Linked DNA regions of Arachis hypogaea: region 1 is linked to region 2. A link is a contact called in public Hi-C data. All regions are on one chromosome and are shown on one strand. The core of a region is the stretch at or near the end of the contact, and the rest is flanking DNA. Distances in the headings are between cores, read along the strand shown.

The links. A called contact is a pair of places that touch in the nucleus more often than the background predicts.
Region 1: a Hi-C map of leaf shows a contact between it and region 2, with 4 times the contacts expected there. The contact joins the promoter of LOC112794232 here to the promoter of LOC112796398 in region 2. A contact is called at or near these places in 4 of 8 Hi-C or Micro-C datasets (leaf and an unstated tissue).

The regions. Positions count from the first base shown.
Region 1 is chr4:16,927,212-16,932,950 of arahy.Tifrunner.gnm2.J5K5, reverse strand. LOC112794232 (exopolygalacturonase-like) reads left to right here and starts at 3,734. Exons shown (of 5, transcript XM_025836335.2): 1 at 3,734-4,074; 2 at 5,520-5,739. The coding sequence starts at 3,862.
Region 2 is chr4:16,674,398-16,680,368 of arahy.Tifrunner.gnm2.J5K5, reverse strand. It overlaps LOC112796398 (phospholipase D zeta 1), which reads left to right and starts at 2,403. Exons shown (of 20, transcript XM_025838830.3): 1 at 2,403-3,376; 2 at 4,099-4,200; 3 at 4,330-4,445; 4 at 4,550-4,691; 5 at 5,696-5,866. The coding sequence starts at 3,122.

The sequences.
Region 1 (5,739 bases), core at 2,485-4,984, 250 kb before region 2:
CTAAATTACCTTATTGCATTCGATACTATACCAAAAAATATCCCCTGGCCTTATCCTGAGAAATTGTGGAGCCCAATTTGTTCTCCTTTTTCTAAAAGAAAGAATTAATTAAAGAGAACAATTCCTTTGTAGGAAGATCAAATCATCAAAGATTACAACCTTGTAAATCAAGCTTGGTCTACCACAACACTTGCGTGTTTTTGTGAATTATATATGATCAGATGAACCTAAGATAATAAGGTCTTCTTCCATCAACACATTTGATTATATTCCCATAACCATTGAACTCAAACATTAAGTTATTGTCTTCCATCTTTATAGAATGTAATTAGTATTAGATCCTCGAATTGATGATGAATATAATTGAGATCATTGCTATATGAATTGAGATTTCACAAGTATACAAGGGATACAAGTGATTCAATTTCTCAATTGATACACTAAAATCGCGGTCACAAAAATGTTATGTGCATGTAAAATATATTAGTCACTAATTAATCATTATTAATTATTATTTATATATAAACATACGTATTATTTAACTATTTTTCAGTATATTAAGTATTAACAAATAGTAATAAGTATTTGAATATTATAAAAAATATTTGGTAACAAAAAAAATTAACGAAAAATAACTATAATTTATCTTATTTAATATTTAATTGTTACGATAACTAATAAATACTAAATAAAGTAAATTTTGACTTTTTTTTTTCTCTTTAGTATTGTCGAAAGATTACTAAGTAAAACTAATAATACAAGAATATAATTTTTAAGGTGATCTGGTGTCTTGTAAAAGCTACAAGATGATAAAAGTATAACAGACTCCAAAATTTGAATGGCGATTGCAAATGTGGGTAGATATTGCAAACTATAAGTATTTGAGATATGAAATTTTACATGCAGCAAAACATAACAAACACATTACAAGAGAAAACGTGACGATAAATTGATGAAGAACATAACCAACATCCACGAATAATAGTAATAAGGAAAATGCTAGGTATTAGTACTACTTTTACTACAAAAATTAATTAATCTTAATCTTAATAATTAAAATTTCGACCGATTTAATTATTAAAAATATTGATATTACGATTTTAAATTGGTAAATTGATTCTAACAAATTTTTGCTAGGTTAGACAATTTATATTTTACATATTAATTTATTCTTCTAATTTTATATAAAATCTCAATGTTTTCTATTTTAATATTAACTTAAATTTAAAATAAATCTAGAAAATGTTAATCATATGTATGTGATAATACTCGGCATATATCCAAGACAGTAGTCCATCACAAATCATCTCTGTTGCTGGAGTAGCCACGTCAGCTCTATTTGCCGACCTTATTAAGTGCTCTAACAATTATTTCTTAAAGATTCGGTCCCACACAAAGCTGAAAATTAATAATGAGATCAGGTCATACCTTATGTGGACCTATATATATATCCCTTTTGCATTCAATTTTTCTACCAAGTAAACAAAAAACAACACACACAAAAGAAAAAGAAAAAGGCAATATTATTCCTCAATTATTTTGAGAAATAATACTAATGGCACCCCATGCAGAACTTGCAAAAATTGGTTATGAAATAGAGAAACTCTTTGGAAGGCAGAAGAGTTTTGGAAGCAGCAACAACAACAACCTTAATACTTCTCCATCAGCAACTCATCAAAATCTATGCCAATACAAATTCTACCCAGCATACGGAAGCAAAGTTGTGCACATGCATGTTGAAGACATCACGTGCAATGAAGCTGCTTCAAGATTTATTGCTGATAATAGAACAGAACTTCACAGGAAAGGTTTGGTTGGCCAGTAACACATTAAATATATTTTTAACAACATACAAGTTTTTCGGCCGATCTGCTGTAGAAGTAGTCCTTTTTGTTTTCTCTTTTGTTTTTTAAAATTTAGCCTGAAGTTTTAGAAGCCTAGTAGTTCATGAATCATGTAGCTAGCTTATATATATGTATGTGACTAGAAATGTTCATGTGCTATATATGTGTATATGAATCGGTTGTAGCTCAAAGTCAAAGGTCAAAACACAAGAAAAAGTGTGTTCTGCTTTCTTCTGTAGCTCTTCTTCAAGGGGTTCAAGGTTCATCATGTTATTAGGCTTCTCTTATTTAGTTCCCTTAAAGCTATATATGTACAGAGCAAACATGTTACTATCTATCAACCAGTTTTGCTCTCATTATCATATTACTGGCTATATGCCTCTTTTATGTCGTTTTTTGCTTCTTTGGCATAGGAAAAACAGTTTTGAAATCATTGATTAACTGTGCTATGAACTAGTTAATTTTGTTTGTCAGAACATGTTAGGGCTTGAGGTAAGCTACGAATTCTTATATATTTTTTGAACATATCATTCTAACACATGTTTTAGAAATATATGAAATTTATAATCTTTAGAAATTTTGTAAAGAGGAATGGTACAGAGAGTTGTCGAAATTTATTATTTTTGGTCGTCAGTTAACTATTAGTGTTTAAAAATATGAGATAAAGTATGTTATTGAATTATTAGATTAAAGAAACTATACTAAAGAAATTGATGGTCAAAAAATAAATAATAGATTTTGAGGATTTCTTAGTATATTTTTCTTAGAGCACTTTGTGCTTGTTTTCTATATATTTAATTAATTGATTTACCCAGGCAATCATATATATAGAGAAAAAAGTGTAGCTGCTAGAAATTACAAAATAGATAAACAAATTTTATATAGTAGATCAAATTCCAGAATTTAATTATTTTTTAATTAAAATATAAAATGGTTTTGTTACGTAAATAATGATTTCTCTAAACAATGTGAACAATCTGATATATAATGAATTCAATAAAGTAAAAAAACACTCCATCTCCAAATTATTTTCTAAACCTTAACATTAAATTAATCATCTGCACATCTAATGAATTAAGTATCCGGCTATTATTAACTGTGAATGAGTAAATCGAATAAAAAAAATAACCATCCAATTAAAAATGATCAACATAATCATCTACATACCTATTAAATTGAACATCCCACATATCTATTGTTCACATTATTTAATATTCTCGTTGTCTACCTATATTTTTCCAACGTAAAACTCATGTTATAAATTCAATAATGATTTTTTTCTGATCAATGGGTTGTGAATTTGAATATATAAAGATAAAGAATATGAGAATCAAAGAGACGGATAAAATATGGAAAGGAAAAGTCTAAGGCCAACAGTTTTATTGAATTTTGGCCAGCATGTAACCAGCAGAGAAAAGTGAGCCATTGAATGAAATCTCACACCATTAAATCATCATTGATGGCTAGTTGATGGCTAACAATCACAAAAATTGCTGGCCCCTAACATTGCTCGTATGAAAATATTCTTTGTTAGTTTGAGTGGCCGCTGAAAGCATATTTTAAGGGATTGTGGTGGCAGCATAAGCATATATATATTTTCCCACGCAAACAGTGAATGAATGGACTAAAGTTATATTTTATTTTAGTGTGAGGTTCTATAAGAATCTAATATGTATAGTTAGAGAAAATATATAGCCAACTTTGGAACGGAAATCCAGAATTCAATCTAGGAGCTCAATGCCCATGAAGCACAAAATTTTTATTTAGATTAACCAATTTAAGAAGAAAATCTAACATTCCCCGTTGATATAGATGCTACAAAATAGAAATAAAATAGTAACCATATATTCTCTGTGAAATACTGAGGCAAAAGAAAAAGGGATAAAATTTTTTCACATTTTCTTCTCCTATAGCCTCCCTTGGAGGCCTCTATCTGGAAAATCTAAAAAAAAATTAAAAAATTCATTTTTTTAAAAAACATCTTTAGAATTAGTTGTGATTAGTGAATTGAGGCACAATGGTGATTGCAAAGAGAGTTGGTGTTGATGTTATTTTGTGGTTGGCAGTGGCTTGTTTTGTGGTAGAAGGTGATGAAAGAGTAAGGCCAATTGCTGGGCCTGATATCTATGAGGGTCGCAATGTAGCTAAGGATGTTCTTGCTCCTGGTGAGATTATTAATAATGTCATGAGCTTTGGTGCCAAACCTGATGGGAAGTTTGATTGCACTCAGGTATATATATGTTTTTTTTTTATAATATTTGACCATTTTGCTGAAAATTTCTTCAATATAATGAAAATAAGCATATGTTTTAAGCATGTGGTAATAGATTTATAAAAGTGTAACGTTTAGGAATTTGTGCTAAATAGCACACAGCATTATTTCCAACGTCTTGTTAAACGCAACAAGAATGTCGCATAATTCGCATTTTACAACAAACAAAATTTTATAGAACATGATAGGAAATATGTAGTGTTCCAATTCATAAAAGTGAATACAAAATAAAGAGTAAAACACACTATTCACACGGAATCTAAAGCTAGGACTAGGAGTGTCACTAAAAAAATATAGATACTAGAATAACAATTCATGAGGCTAACTTTTTTTATCAACACACTACTGTATTTTTAATTAGGGTTATACTCATATTTATCCACTTTTTTGGCACGAAAAAATATTAGCGTAATTTTAATATACTGAAAGTTTACGATATTAAATTTATAAATTTAAATAACTTTTTAAATATTTAACTTTAATGTACTAAAATTTAAAACGATTATTCAATTAAATTTATGTTTTAAATAAATTTTTAGATAACAAATTTGAAAATTAGTTGTATTTAATGATATAATAATACATGATTACATATTTTCGTAAAACTATTTTGTATTATTATATTTTTTATTTTTTATTGTATTTTTCAACCTAAAAGACTAAAGATTAGTCCATTATAAATTTAAGAATAGATAAAATTTGAACTTATATATTTAATTAAGTGAACAAATGAGTTAATTATTAGATCAATCCAATTTAAATGACACATATAAATTAATATATTTTACACATACAAAAATCTTTAAAAAATCATTTTCCAAACCATATCATAATTTTCATGTATATGTACTATTATTTGCCCTATGTATACATGTATGGCTGCATGCCTTAAAGATTCTATCCTAAAAATCTCAATATAATTTCTGACGCATTTGACAAAATAATTTTGGAATAACACATGCTATAGGAACAGGTGGCATCCTATTTTAGAGGTACCAATTCCACTTTTTTGCATTGAAACTCCACTAAATTTCCAGCAAGTGTCATATATTCCACTAATAGCATTAGTACGTGATGTGACGTAAAGAAATTAGAATAAATTAGTTTAATAATAGTTATTAATTTACCTATTAATCTATTTTTTACAAATTAAATATGAATAATAATAATAATAATAATAATAAATTGATATTTGCTAAGATAGTAAATATATTTTACTAAAATAAAAAAATCATAAATTTAATTCTTAAAACAAAAAAAATTTATATAATATTTTGATAATATTATATAATCAAATTATTTTATCCATCAATTTTACTTACGTAAAAACAATACAACTACATGAAAAATAAATCCATGACATTGCATGCACATTTGATAAAGATTGTATTGTAATAATGAAGGCGTTCATGGACGCATGGAGAGCAACATGCAAGTCGAAAGTGCAAGCAAGGGTTCTGGTCCCTCTAGGAAGGTTCGTGGTTTCGGCAATGTACTTCGCCGGGCCGTGCACGACTCCGGGGCCCGTCACGGTCCAAGTTGAAGGCACCGTGGTTGCAACAACGGACATCAGCGAGTATGTTGACGGCGAATGGCTCATGTTCCAAGACCTCTCCGGTATCA
Region 2 (5,971 bases), core at 1,154-3,653:
GAATCCCCTCAAACTCAGATAATGAAACATATCCATGGTAGAATGCCTCACATAATCTCACTTCAAATCTGTAATCATCAAGGTTGCGAGAACCGGACCGGTCAATGAACCGGTGAAGTTACTGGTTCAATGATTTAATGGTTCGACCGGAGTTTAACCGATGTTCAACCGGTTTAATTAAATATTAAATAAAATTATTAAAAAACCTAAAAATAATTTTAAATATATTAATTTAATAAAAAATCGTTAAAAAACCGTTAAAAAATCGGCCGGTTTGACCGGTTTACCGGTTAACCGGCCAGTTCGACCGGTTTTTTACCGGTTTTTTACTGGCCGGTTTTTGAGCTTATCCAGACCGGTTAATTGACCGGTTCCCGGTTTTTCCGGTTGAACCGGCCGGTCCGGTCCGGTTTTCAGAACCATGGTAATCATTTTTTTTTTCTTGGACTGAAAATCCATAACCTTCTTATTTGTCAAGGTCGTAACTTGAAGTTTTTATGGGCGTATTGGTTTCCCAAGGTATCAGGTTATGTATTGGTTTCCCTAATTATCATGTTTTGTAGCCAAATCAGCCAGCAAAATACATTGCATGTAGGTTTTTGGACTATAAAACAATTACCCTATTTTCCCAAACATTGGGGGAAGTTGTTTTGTGTGGATCAGGAAGAAATTGGTTTGGCCCAATAGTGGTGGGATTAGGATTGTTGCGTGATTAATTATTTCAGACCAGAAATGATGTACTCAATTCTTCATGATCATTGTTGGGCTTTAGCCCCTTATTAAGCAGAGTCTTCAATAAAATCACTGTTGGGCTTTAGTCCCTTATTGAGGAGAGTCTTCAATAAAACAAAATTGCAAATAATTCTTAAATTATTGTTCGAATTCCCTTTTGTACCTACATAAATTCAGTAATTAATAACAAATTTTTAAATAGAATTTCGATTTACAATAAATTAATTTTTAATTTATTGAATTAAAAAATACCGTGGGAATAAAAAGCAAAATTACAAAAAGATTGTATCCCACCAATGACCAAGAAAAGAAAACGAATTGTATCCCATTATCCCACCTGAGTTATTCATAGGAACTCGAAGTTAAGTTCCAAAGTGTTGTGGCCGAGACATGTGTAAAAATGGCAAATGTATTGGGCTATTTGCCTCTTAAATTGCCACACCCAGTTTTATACCCAGCTATAGCTAGGTTGAAGTTGGAAAGAGTCATTTAGGGTGTGCGTGAGTGAGTGAAAATGTGTATGATAAAAAAAAAATAATAAAGTAGTCTTTAAAATTGTTGTATTTATTTAAATAGTTTCTTAAATTTTAATTGTATCAATTATATCTTTAAAATTAACAAAAGTATATTCTATTAATCTCTAACAACGTAATGAGTCATTTGATAAAAAAATTAAAAAAATTTAAAGAATTAACATGATACACTTTTGCTAATCTTAATTGGTATAATTGGGATAACAACTAATTTATGAAAGCACTTAGGAAGTTAAACCCATAGAAATGTGTATAGTCTAAGACCAAAATAAAAAAAAAAAGTTAGGATTATAAAAAATTTTTTAAAATATTTTTCGTGGTTGAGGCAAATCCATTTAATTGTAATACTAATAATACACATATACACTATATACACTACTATTCACGTAAAATGTAACTAGTATAGAGATCTCAATATCATAAGATGTGTGATGTGTGATGTGTCATGTATTAATCACATCACAATAAAGGAGAATTCAGGTTACTCAGTTTTTTATTTTGTTTTACGATGAAATTAAAATAAAAGTGCATGTGAAAAATCAGCCGAAAGCCTATGCTGTTGTTTCGTTTATGTTACTTCAATTATTGGTTATTGGATTAAAATAGATGATCCCAGGCAGTGGTTGCTGACTTGTATTGTAATGGCAAATAATGGCATGTGACGAGTGGCTTATTTATTAGTTTGTTAAAAGAAAAGTCGTTGCTTCTGTGTATAATGTTCCGCCATTCAGTCCATCGAATGCACAAAGCAAACAAAATCACGCAACCTAGAATTAAATTTTATGATTTAGGTTATAAGAAATTCTTATACGCTCTTAAAAGACACCAACTCTTTCTTATTTTTTCACTTCTATTGAACGTATTCTCATTTTATTATGAAAATGAATTAACTGATGATTCATCAACTCGTTAGAAGCTTGTGAATTTGTGATCTAGGTAACTTCATTTTTTTTCTAATTAAAAGATTAAATCACCCATCAGCTTACAAGTTAATACACATACTTTATCAAAATTAGTTTTGGGGGTCAAATCCATTTTAGCCGTTGTCAAAGAGAATGTAAGACAATCTACCAACTACCACAGAGTGTACGCAACGAACCCTTCAAATTTGTGAAACGCTAAAACAATTCAACTTCTAGAATTAAGACTACCAAATTGGCTGCTAGATACGAAATCAAAATCCTTTTTCATTTTCAGGATTTTTTAAAAAATTTTGTAAAAAATATGGAAATAGAAAACATAATTTTATTATTTATGCAGTTTTTTTTTACAAAATTTAAAAAACAGAAAATAATAAAAATAAAAATACAAATTAAATACAAATTTTTTATATTAAAATTAAAAAAAATATTTTTAAAAAAATTAACAATAGCACCATTTCATTTTATTTTTATCTAAAACAAATGAGCTGCTATCATCTTAAAATTATTTTCACCAATTTATAATGTATTTGGCATCTACAAACTGCTAATATTGTAGATTATGATCTCATCTGATTAGCATAGTTAGCGGGTAAATGATCTGGAGTGAAACAATGCTTCAAAAATATAATTTAACTTATAATTAAATTAATAAATTTAATTATTAGTATGGCAAGAAGAATTCTGAAAAGCGTAGTAGAGCCAGTGAAGAAATGAAGTTTTGTGCACTTTTTTGTGACGCTGTTCACAGTTTCAGCCTGCCATAAACTCCCATTCTCACGAAAGCCGAGGCTTCCACTCTTTCTCTCTTTCGATTAGCTTCGGATCCGAAGCAACCAACGACGCCGTTTCGGCTTCTCTTCTTCGTCTTCTTCACAATTCCTATTCCGATCCCTCATCGCTTCTCTCTAATTCGCCGCCGATTATATTTTTCCGATGGCGACTGAGCAGTTAATGTCCGACGGCGGCGCCCACCGTTACTTCCCTATGAAACCGGAGCAGCCGCCGTCTCCTCCGGCGGCGGCGGAAGAGATGTCGTCTGTTCCGTCTTTCCGACATGGAGGCGCCGGCGAGGCTACTCGGATTTTCGACGAACTTCCCAAGGCCACCATCGTCTCCGTCTCTCGCCCTGACGCCAGCGACATAAGCCCTATGCAGCTCTCTTACACCATTCGGTTTCAGTACAAACAGGTACATAGCAATCTCTCTCTCTTCGTGATTCTGCTTATGTTGTTAAATTGCACGCTGAAAATTCGGTTATAGCAAGAGCTGAAGATGATTGTGTGAACTGAAAGCAAGGGACAGGATACGGAATTAATTCGAGTATTTCAATCTAATTGCATTTCTATGCTGGTTATCATATGTGCTTATGAATTAGGAAACTGAACAGAGGTTTTAAATTTAGCAATGGTTTGACTCTTTTGACTTCAGAGTTGACAATGCTTTGCTGCAATTTGTATATTTTGCATTGTTTTGGAATTCATTTGTTTTCTCCAAATAACTGTTACTGTTAGTTATATCTCTGGCCTTTCAGTTTTTGTTTTAGCTGAAAATAGTTTTACACCTTTGGTTTGATGATTGTGTTTTAAAGTTTGTTCGCAGTTGCCAGTACTGCCTTGTCTTTCAGTATAATGTTTGGGGGCCATAGTGTGGGAACCATAGGGAGCCATAACTTGTTTCTTTTTTTTATTAGCTATTTTTAATGCATTTGTTTCTTTATTTTGTATTCCTTAATTATTGCTGAAATAAATGGATAAATAAGGAAATAAGGTAACTTTTGTGTTATTATTTCCCTAGCATTACTCTTTCTTTCATTGTAAAAAGAATCGTGGTGTTTCTGCGTATTATTATTTATTTTATTCGATCTTCCTTCCTAAAGGAGTATACTTATTTAGATCTCATTTTTGTTCCAGTTCAAGTGGGAGCTAGTGAAGAAAGCTTCTCAAGTATTTTATTTGCATTTTGCGTTAAAGAAGCGTGCCTTTTTTGAGGAAATTCATGAGAAGCAAGAACAGGTATTGGATCAGCAATGTTTTCTTAAGATGGATTTTTTTTATTGCTTATAAATAAATGCATTTGCAGAATTTTTTTTTTATGTATGCTATTTGTTTTGATGTAATGTTCACTGAAAAATTATATTAAAGGTTAAAGAATGGCTTCAAAATCTAGGAATAGGAGAGCACACTACTATGGTGCATGATGACGATGAAGCTGATGATGAAACATTTGCTTCACATGCTGATGAATATGCAAAAAACAGGTGAACCCCCACCCCACTGGCATGCAACTTTTGTTGGCGCACTTTTACAATATCAATATGCTAATTTGTCGTCGTAATTTCCTGTAATATGAAATTTGGTCCAGAGATGTTCCATCTAGTGCTGCTCTACCAATTATACGACCAGCCTTAGGTAGGCAGCAGTCTGTGTCAGACAGGGCAAAGAGTGCAATGCAAGGATATCTGAATCACTTTTTGGGAAATATCAGTATTGTTAACTCTCCAGAGGTATGCTTTGCGCATGAGCCTTTAACCACTGATGTTAATCATGTCATAATCTTGTTACACTGTTATCGATTCATTGTTGAGGTTTTAGTGTATATGGCATCTATGGTCGGATGAAAGATATAAATAAATTCCTACAATTGGATTTATTAAAGGAGGGACTATGTGTTGATTTGTTAATTTAAGTATTTAACATATGAAATGAAGTCAGTTAACATCATCCTTGGGTTGATTGTGTCAGTCATAACAACTTACAATGGGGCCTTTATGGTGAAACAAATATAAGTAGAATAATAGATATAGGAGCTATGCAAATTGTTTAAAAAGATAAAATCCAGGAGTTACAAGTGTAAGTATAGTACTGGATACGGGGCCTATATCCTTAAAACATAATAGTCAATATTTAGTCATGCTCTTCTTGCATGCTCCTGTTTCAGTGCTCTGAAATTGGTTGACATCTAACATTCCTAAAGTAGGAAAAAAAAATAAAATAAAAAGGAAAATTAGAACTCTGTTTCTTTGCTACTCTACCACTGTGGAGTCTGTTGATTTTGGATAGTGCACTAGTTTCATTAACAGGTAGCCAGATGCATGATGATGATACTGTTTTTGGTTGACGATCAGATGCACTTGGCCTAAATTGTGGAACCTGTTCCCATGACCTTAGCTTTTCAGCAAAAAATTTGCAGTTTTTTATTGATAAACAGAGATCATATATTTGGCAATTAGGGTTGCTTATGGTGGTTTCCTAATCCCTAGAGTCCATGATTGTGGGAACCTAGTGCATTTGGGTTTTCCATTTCCTCTGCAGGAGTATTGATTATGACGTAGGAACTTATAGGACATATTTTAGTTTCATTTGAATTTTGAAGTCCATGACTATTTTCTTTCTTTCTTTCTTTTTTTAAATAATTATTGGTGCATTCCTCTGCTTTTGATGTCTTGTTGTATTTGCGTGCTAGTTTATGATCACTTGAAAATTGTTAAGAAGCAACTTTGTGTCATAGGTCTGCAAGTTTTTAGAGGTATCGAAGCTATCTTTTTTGCCTGAATATGGACCTAAGCTGAAAGAAGATTATGTAATGGTGAAACATCTGCCCAAAATTCCAAAGGATGATGATTCCAGAAAGTGTTGTACATCTAGCTGTTTTAGTTGTTGTAATGACAACTGGCAAAAGGTGACATTTCTTATTTTGAATTAGGTCAACGTGATTTACTTGTCTTGGTTTCTCTTGATAATATGTAAAATCTAAATGTTTTGCGTGCAACATTTCATCACTTCA